Regions from separate parts of the Mus musculus genome. Here region 1 is linked to region 2. The links are chromatin contacts, called in public HiChIP or PLAC-seq maps. All regions are on one chromosome and are shown on one strand. Each heading gives the region's core, a stretch centred on a gene start, on an enhancer-like site or on the middle of the called end of the contact. The rest is flanking DNA. Distances are from core to core; before and after follow the strand shown.

Region 1 (4,503 bases), core at 913-3,412, 150 kb before region 2:
TGCTATGATACCTTGAGTTGGAGTCAGACATCTGACAGATTTTGCAAGAAGCAGTGATAGGTTTTAAGAAGCATAAGTTCTCAGGAGTAGGCTGTAGGTGGGTCTTAACAAAATAAGACAATGTTTGGCTGAAAGAGTTGGCAAAGATAGGACAGAGTTTGGTGGGTGTCAGGGGATGAAGGTGGAGATGTAGGTTGTAGTGAGAATGTCCTGGGGAGGATGAGACAAGTCTAGGCCTCTAAGGGCCACAGCTCTAGCTGCCTCATTGGCTCGGTTGTTTCCCTTGGAGACAATAGGAGTCATCCGTCTCTGCAGTGGACAATCCCAATAGCTGTAGGGAGATGGGAGGCCTTTAACATGGCCATAATTTAGTTTGCATTAGTTATCCTTCTTTTGTGGTAAGTAACCTGTGCTCCTTCCAGATAGCAGCCTGGGACAGGAAGATATGGAAAGCATATTTGGAATCTGTGTAGATGTTGAGGGATTTTCCTTGTGCCAGTTAAAAGGCACAGGTAAGGGCTATTAGTTCAGCTTGTTGACTGGTGGTATGGGCAGGAAGCGCCTGTGCCTCCACCACCTCTGTGTCTGATACTATGGCATAGCCAGATCTTCTGGTCCCTTCATGTAAAAAGGTATATATATATATACCAGGTATAGATGGCCTGAGGGAATGTGCCCTCCTGTATGTGTGAAGGATGCGGTAATAGTTCCTCTAAAGTTTCAATGCAGGAGTGAGATGGGAGTGGTCAGTATTTGGTTGAGGAAGAAGATTGGAAATATTAAGAGGTGGGCATGATTGAAGTCACCACAAGCGAAGCTCAGCAGCACAATGTGAGGCAAGTCAATACATGTGTGTCATCAGCAAAGGCTATCGAGGAGGTACAAAGCGAACTGTCTGTGGGGTCATACTTATATTCTTTCTAAACATCATGTGCCCTTTCACATGTTTGCTATAGCAAAACGTCCTTTCACCTGACTGCCCCAGCAGAACATCATTATAACCCAAGTCTCTAAAGAAACCAGAAATTTCCACTTTATTCAACCCCCAAAGGAGTCTCAACCCATAGGTTGAGAACAGGTGGACCCAAGTAACTCAGTTATCCTTTGTGTTTAGGTGGGATCTACCAGTGATTGTCAGCAAAGGTTGTTCAGAGAGGAAGAACAGATATTCCTTAGAAGCAAGGCTGTGTTCTGAGCTTGGTTGTGCATGCCCGCCATCCCAGCACTCAGATGTTTGAGACAGGAAATGATGAGTTCCAGCTCAGACAAGGTCTCAAAATACCTCAAACCAAAGCAAAGCTCAGCCAAACCAAGCCATACCAAACAACCAAACACCAGAAAAACAAAGAAGGAGACCAAGGTCTATGCATGTACATGCATCATTAAATCAAAGGTCTGTTAGGTGACAAATTAGTACCCTGATTCTCAGAAGAATAATTCTTTTTTTCTAATACTAAATAACGTGTGATGTGGAATTGAGCTGGAAATAGAAGTCTGCCTTCAGGACCATTCTTGCCTCTATAACAGTTCACTGGCTAACTGGCTCAAGAATATATCTTAACAGCAAAAATGAAGTAACTAGCTAGTATAATATCAGATAACAAATGTTCACCTCCCTTGAATTTTTAAGGCATCCAACTTTGGACCACAACTGTTTTGGTGATCTCTTGTGTATGTCTAGCCTCATGATGGCCAGTAAGACTCAGGAATCTGACTGCCTAATACTTCTTTCTCCTGGTGTCTCAGAATTAGCAAATAGAAACCAACATCTACGAACCACAGACTTACTGTTTTAAAGCACTGACTTGAACAGATCATTTAATTACACCACTCTAGCCCTTAACACACATACCACCCTAATGGGGGAAACAGATTGCAATAGAATTCCTTGCATGGCATAGTTCTTGCATGAGACAGTAATGAGGCAATGTCTGGGACTTACTAAAGGTCATAAATAAATAATTCATAACCCAAAAAAGAAGAACCTTGTACCAGGTGCACTGGTTAGCAGAGAGCCATTCATTGACAACATGAGATAGGATTTTTCTTCTTATATTACTTCAGCTGTCTCTCAACCTATCTGAGAAGTTAGAATCCAACTTAAAAATATATATCCCTCCCCCCTCTTTTTAAGGAACTGATTGCTGTGTTGCCTAGGCTGGCCTGTTAGTTTTAGCCTAACTTCTTCTTTCTGAGCCTTTCCATCCACAGAAGCTACAATCTACAGTTGTAGGTACAGGACATCATGGCAGCTCTAACCTACTTAGGAATAGCTAGAGAAAGAAATACATTACTGGGGGTTGGGAATCAATGCAAAAACAAAAACAAAAACAACCCCCCAAACAAAAAGCAAAACAAAAAAACCCCAATACCAAAAAACCAATCATGGTAGAATCCTTTGAGTTATTTGTTTTGTTTAGAGTTATATAATTTTGTCTCCTTAGAAGTTTGAATTTCGTGTTCAAGGTTAAAAACAATAGCCAATGAACAGCAGCGTCTTTGGGAAATATGTGGTATTTCAAATCCTCACCTTTCCCATCCTATAAAAATAACCTTTTGCTTGGAATGCGACATCATAATAGATTGAAAACAAGAGAAAAGCAATAATGACATTTGGTGCTATTTATATGCACAGCTATAAAGTATTTATTATGGTCAAACCAAATTTTTTCTGTTTTGTCTGTTCCAAAAAATAAACTGTTTTCATATTACAGTGCTCTGTGAGTTTGTTATGAGGCTGTGTATGAACTGGGCTGGGGGTGAGGAGAAAAAGTAGCTCACAGAAAAGATATATACACAGTAATGTAAGATGAAACTTGCCGGGTAAGCGAGGGTCTGACACACAGAGTTAGGAGCGCTGTGCAAAGGAGAGGCGGCTGTGGAAAAAGGCCATTCATTCTGTGGCAGGAAGTGGGCACCTCAGGGGGAGTCTTCAAGAGCCTCAAAATGGGATGTGAGGATGACTCTTGGATGAGTCTATGGCTCCTTCTCCCGGGCATAAAGCTCTGTGGAGGGCGGAGGGGAATATGAGTGAGCCTTGGGGTATGACCTCAGGACGCACAGCTACAGAGGGGATTGCTTTGAACCGGTGCAGCACTGCTTATGCTGTGACTCCCCCTTGATTGTGATTTAAAGCATCAAGAGGCTCAGTCGAGAACTTTGTTATCACAGGGCTGGACACCTGAGAGCCAGGTGAGATCACCTGGAGATCAATCCCACAAAGAGCAGAGAGTTAAGCTTTGCACCCAAAGTTTCAGTGGAGGAAAGAAGATGATGGAATCACTTAGAAAAGGTGAAGGCAAACTGACAGTTCTGGACGGCCCAGGAAAGGAGGGTGGAGATTGAGTGGGGCTGGTGCAGAGCCTGGATTCCAGGCTGGAGGCAGATGGAGGATGAACGACTGCATCCTGGGCTTCTGAGAGTGAAGAATCAAGAGGTATTTTTTTGAACAAGCTTAGCCTTGTTGGCTGTTGCTGGAAGGTCAAGCAATTCAAATCTTGTCCCATCATGTAACTAGAAGGAATGCTGTAGCCATAGACAGCCATTGCTCTGTCAACTACCAAGGAAGTCCTTACAGCCGTGAACTAGCCACATGTCCTCAGGCAAATGTCTGTCTGGGTGTTACTTAAATCATTTAGAGCAAGTCATCTCTAGGGTTTATGAATGGATTTCATCCTCTGAAACGGCCCCACCCAGCTTATTAAATTCTAGGCATTCCTTAAGAATTGTCTCAGAAGCTACCTCTGGCTTAAGTTCTCTCTGTTTACTCATCCATCTATCCCAGTCAGAGGAGACCTTCTTCTCATCACAGACTCGGTGTTGTTGGAACACTCTGATGACAGTGGTCACCTTTCTAGTGACAGTTCTCCGTGTTGCACTACCATTATAATAATTGGTGTTTCACTAATAACTGCTCACTCCATGAGAAGAGAAGTGTGACAAGCTGTTGTTGCTTATGGTAGGTGCTGGAGAGATGCTTTTCAGACAGAGCATTAAGACATCCGTTCCTGAAAGGCAAAACCGTCAGGAAGAGATGGAGATGATTAGAAAGAAAGCGGAGAATACTCTGTGATCTAATTCAGATTTTGGTGAAGTGTTAGAGGCAAACGGAAAATGTGATTTCATTTGGCTTAACTGGTTTATTTGGTTGCTTTCTGCTGCAAACTTGAAGCCGCTGAAGATATAAAAAGCTTTTAATAGAGGTGGTAAGCTGCTACTGGCTGCTCTTCCAGAGGACCAGAGTTCTATTCCCAGCACCCATATGGCATCTCACAATCACCCACACTCCAGTTCCAGTCGACCCAATGACCTTTTAAAGACTTTGCTGGCACCAGACGTACATGTGCTACACAAAATACATTTGATAAAACATACATATGCAGAATTTTTTTCTTTCTGCAATAGCCCTGCTCGATCCAGCCCAGAGATTTATTTATTATATGTAAGTACACTGTAGCTGTCTTCAGACACACCAGAAGAGGGTGTCAGATATCATTACGGATG
Region 2 (4,483 bases), core at 632-3,131:
CATGTGTGTGTAAGAACGAAATGGAATTTGCCCTCCTGCACCTGACTTATTTCATTAGTATAATGTCCTTCAGCTTAACCCTGTCTCTGATCACAGAGATGTAGGGAGTAGAAAGGTGGTCACTGGAACTTGGGAAGGGGTGGAAGCAGGGGAAGACAGAGGGAGGGTTGTTTGTGGTAGAAGGGTACAGGTGGATAGGACCAATGGCCTCTAATATTCAGCACCTCAGTAGGAGGAGGATGGCTGGTAATAACTGATTTCATATTACAGATAGCTAGTGCAGAAGGAATTTCAATATTCCTAACAGAAAGCAATGATAAATGTCTGAGAGCAGGGTCAATTACCCTGACCTGATCCCTACACACTATACACATCTATGCAGTGCCACACGGCAGCCCGTTAAGTATGCTCAATTACTGCGTGCCAACTGAGAATCAAAACATATTTGAAAATAGCTGATTTGGGTAATTTGTTGGATTGTTCTGAAATAGCAAATGATGTATTCAAAACTGCTCTTCAGAGAGCGAGCCGTGCTAAAACAGTTTTAGGAATAAGCCTTTTCTAAAGTGATGGTTCCGAGGAGTCACTGTATGTATCTCAGAGTCAGTTCCTGGCAGTCGTGGCCCACATTGCTTCCTTACATGAAGCTGGATGCTTAGTGAGTGCTTTTGCTAAGTGATTTCTTTCCTCTGGATCGTCAATGGATGGTTTCAGTCGGTCCTCTAGACTTCTCTTTCTTCAGTTTTGAAAATTGATGGCTAATGATGAAATGAATTGCTGTCAGAGTAGTTCAAACATGGTACTCAATGGAAACAAGTTGGTGTTGGGGACTGGAGAGCTGGATCAGCAGTTGTAAGGGCATACTGCTCTTACAGAGGACTTGAGTTCTGGTCACCCATCCCCCTTGGCTCACAACAGCCTTTATGTCCAGCTCTAGGAATCTGACACAATCTTCTAACCTCTGCACATATGCAGAACTTATCCTACGTGGTGTAGGATAATGATGGCTGATAACAATGAATTCTATGTTCAAACTAACTAGGACAGGGTACCTTTAAATTAAAAATAAAATAAATCTTTAAAAATGAAACGGCATATTAGGGCCATGGACACAGCCAATGGCAGACTTCATGTCTTACATGTGTAGGGTCCCAGGTTCAAGACCAGCATTGTTACAAGAAAGACCAAGGAAACAAGCAAATCTCAGCACAGACTATAGAATTTCACTTTTGCAAAAGCGATATACAGATACTCATAGACTTCATTCGACCATTTATGTTATACATTAGTAGACTGAAATTATTTTAAATAAAATAGCAAGGCTTGATAGGAAATAATAAAAAACAAAAAAACAGCCATGCCCAACCAGGTAAAAATATTTTCAATCCCAAAGAACAGCTCAGATCGTTTGCAGAGAGGATAGATATTCTCCAAGTGCCAGACTCGGCAGGAGAATTTGATTGATTTGCATCTTAGTTCAGACCTAAAAGGACCTTGTTGGTGCTGTTGTTTCTAATGCTCTGTTTCTAAGGCTCAGACTGCCTCCAGCTGTCTTCCTGTTCTTTTCTAAAAGTCCCTGGTTTTTTATGAGCCTGTCCTCCAGACTCTCCTTTTCCGCTTTGCTAACAATAACGGCTCAACTTCCGGACACATTTCCACCAGCGATTTCTTAGCCCCTGCTTCTGAATAGTTTTGCCAGTGAACCCGATTCTTTCCTTCTTCTGCTTCTGGTCTTCATCTACAGGGTCCAGAGTCTCAAGCTCTGTGTCAGCTTCAGGTTGCAGGTTCGCTGCCTGCCTTTGCAGGACAAATGCTCGTCTGGATTGACAACGTTGTCCCTGTTTGCCCACAGCGGCCACTGGCTGTGATGTGTCCTGGCACCCTCCTGCAGTGGCCTGCCACTTGGAACACTGGACCTTGGCATGCCTCTGTGCTCTGGCCCTTTTGGAGATTGTCCCTCAAGGGCTTCATAAGAAATTGGTAACTGTGTTTACTTGGTGGCTGGGAAGAAAGTCTTTAATATCTCAATTAAAAAAAAACTCATAATGTAAATATTTTTTGTTGTTGATGTTGTTTGCTTCCCCCACACACACCTTTTTTAAAATAACATGTGGAGAAAGGATCGTAGATCATTTATTTATTGTGTGTTTATAGTGTCTTAAACACCCCCACCCCCAGCCCTTTTTAGTGCCTTTAGGTCCTTTCTGAGTCTTAACTACCCAGCAGGTTTCTTATCGTCCTTGCCTTGGGGAGTTGTCCTTTTCTGTGCTCTGATAACACACAAGGTCTGCTGGAGTTCTCCGAATGCCGTCTGCTCTGCCTATCTAAGTTTTGTCTTTCCCATTAGACTGCCGGCTTTGTTCTTTTCCTCTTTGTGCAAAGTGGAGCCGCGCAGTCCTAAGGCCCAGAATCTTGGCTCCAGGGTTGCTCAGCTCTTTCCAGTCACTTGCCACCATGGTCGGTACCTTAGGTGCCACCCAATTTACGTTCCGGAACAGTGAAGCCGTCCATTATTTATTTAAACCCTATTTTTAGAAGAGCTGCAAGGTGCTATGAAAACGTTGGGTCTCACCCTGAAAGTTTGGGCAAAGTTCCTCCTAAGAAGCAATAAGTGAGTTTAGATTTGAAAAAGGAGTAGGCCTGAACCAGTTGCCTCTGGAGGAGAGCTCCAGGCAAGAGGAACATGTGGGTGGACTCCGAGCTGGCAAGAAGCACGGGGGTATAGTACCAGGACTATATTGGAAAGATGAAGTAAATGCAGCTGGAACACAGCTCTGGTGAGCACAGAGCTCCGAAGAGCCAGGCTTCCGTGGGCCATTCTCCTGTTGCCTTGAGCCTGTATCCCATGCACACTAGTCATTTAGAGGATATGTTTTAGGCACCAAAATAAGGTCGTTTTGGGGTCAGTGATGAATCACAAAGATCCACCCCGGAAAGAAGAAGCTGCCTTAAGACATTTATTTATTTATTTGACTGCGAGGATTTAGGAGCTGCTAGGTGAGTCCCCGGAGAGATGGAAAGCGGAAGACAGAGGTGCGGAGGTAAAAAAAAAGGAGAGTTATCAAAAGCTGCTGCCTCTTAACACCAGAATCCGGAGCTTTGTGTCCAATGCCTCCCTCTCCCTTCACATACCCTTAGTTTTAGGATCCTGGGCGTTGGGGTGGGAGATTGACACTAGCCAGCAGGGGTTGTGTCTGAGGGGCTCTGGGGTGCTGGGAAACTTTCCCAGCAATGCTAGCTAGCATCTGTATTTACGACAGACCACATTCAAATACATTCAAAGAATTCTGGAAATAAAGCAGGAGGCTGAAACCAATCGCTCATCGCAGGATGGAGGACCATTGCCAAGGCAAACAAGAACAGGTGAAACGAGGAAGGAGCAAGCTCTTAGTCTCCCTCTAGCGGCCACTGTTGGTAGAGACTAGCCGTGCGTCGCCAGCGTGCCAACCCAGGTTTCACATCCAAAGCAGAGAAGGGTGTGTGAAAACTTTCATTTTTATGAGTTTTTAGAAAAGACTCATAGGATGGGGAGGACAGAAGAAGGACAAAGAGGGCACTGAAAAATGGCGACAGGGACAATGAGAAAAGGCTGTCCTTAGATCTCAAAGTGCTTTGAGAGAGACTGTGAAACACACCCACTGTAAAACTAATAATAGTAATAACAATAACAACAACAATAATATAACAACAACAAACTGTTAGGATATGAAGACAAACATTGCTAGAACAGAAAACCCTCGAGTGTGACTTTCATTTCTGCCTTTCCACAGTGCAGCAACTTTGGAAGCCACCGTAGAAAAGTCATTCCATAAACTCTTTTTGGTGTAATAAAGATGGATTCTCTGTCTAATGCAGAAACACACAAAACTTCTTTGTTGGTTTATGCTACTTCAGTCTCTGGATTGGAAAGCACGCACACGGGTGATCATTTAATTACGAATATTATATCCACTTGAGCACGTATATTTTAAATAGTTGATAAAGACCCAAAGTCAGATCTCTCACTGTTGGGCTTAAAGCTGTCGGAAACAATGACCCAGGTGAGGTCAAAGGAGATGCCCCTACAAGTATGGTTTGTGTTCATCTCCTAAGGATCTTACAGCTCTCCTGCCCAAGACCTCCCGGAAAAGAGCAGGTCTCTCTCATTTTCTTGAGCACAGTTCTAAACTCCCTGCCAGCCTTAGGCTTCCCTTGCGAGCAAAGCCAAGCAGAGGGCCCTATCCAGACCCAGAAACACTCCCCGTGCATATCCTTTTCCTTTGCTCTTTTGGTTTTTCTTCCCCCCCCCTCCTTCCTCCTCCCCCTCCCTTCCTCCACCCCTCCCTTCTTCCTCCCCTCCCTTCCTCCTCTCCTTCCTTTCCTCTTCCCCCTCCCCTTCCTCCCTTTTTCCTCTCTTTAGTATTTAGAGTCTTGAAATATATGAGTGGAAACATCAGATAAGTTACAGTAAAAGCAGGGAGATGTCTATAGGCCTGAGGTGAGC

The links. HiChIP or PLAC-seq counts read pairs in DNA pulled down with a chosen protein or histone mark.
Region 1: an H3K4me3 HiChIP or PLAC-seq map of microglia shows a contact between it and region 2, with 4 times the contacts expected there. The contact joins two enhancer-like sites. A contact is called at or near these places in 1 of 15 datasets of contacts at CTCF or cohesin (the G1E-ER4 cell line), 4 of 484 Hi-C or Micro-C datasets (bone marrow-derived macrophages, myocytes, uterus and 1 more), 15 of 115 datasets of contacts at active chromatin or transcription factors (astrocytes, bone marrow-derived macrophages, differentiating embryonic stem cells and 8 more) and 1 of 9 other capture datasets (embryonic stem cells).

What each region holds. Positions count from the first base shown.
Region 1 is chr1:151,226,155-151,230,657 of GRCm38.p6, reverse strand. No RefSeq gene overlaps it. Among named protein-coding and RNA genes, the nearest start is that of Gm46162, 23 kb to the left of the region's middle. Within about 2 kb of position 2,162, at least 25 of the 459 cell types and tissues checked have an H3K27ac peak or open chromatin away from gene starts, as enhancers often do. A contact at or near this core is called in bone marrow-derived macrophages and microglia, where this site is marked.
Region 2 is chr1:151,078,014-151,082,496 of GRCm38.p6, reverse strand. All of the region lies in intron 1 of Gm36139 (a long non-coding RNA gene), which reads left to right. Gm36077 (a long non-coding RNA gene) reads left to right here. Exons shown (of 2, transcript XR_387461.2): 2 at 1,745-2,052. Among named protein-coding and RNA genes, the nearest start is that of Gm36077, 3.7 kb to the left of the region's middle. Within about 2 kb of position 1,881, at least 60 of the 459 cell types and tissues checked have an H3K27ac peak or open chromatin away from gene starts, as enhancers often do. A contact at or near this core is called in bone marrow-derived macrophages and microglia, where this site is marked.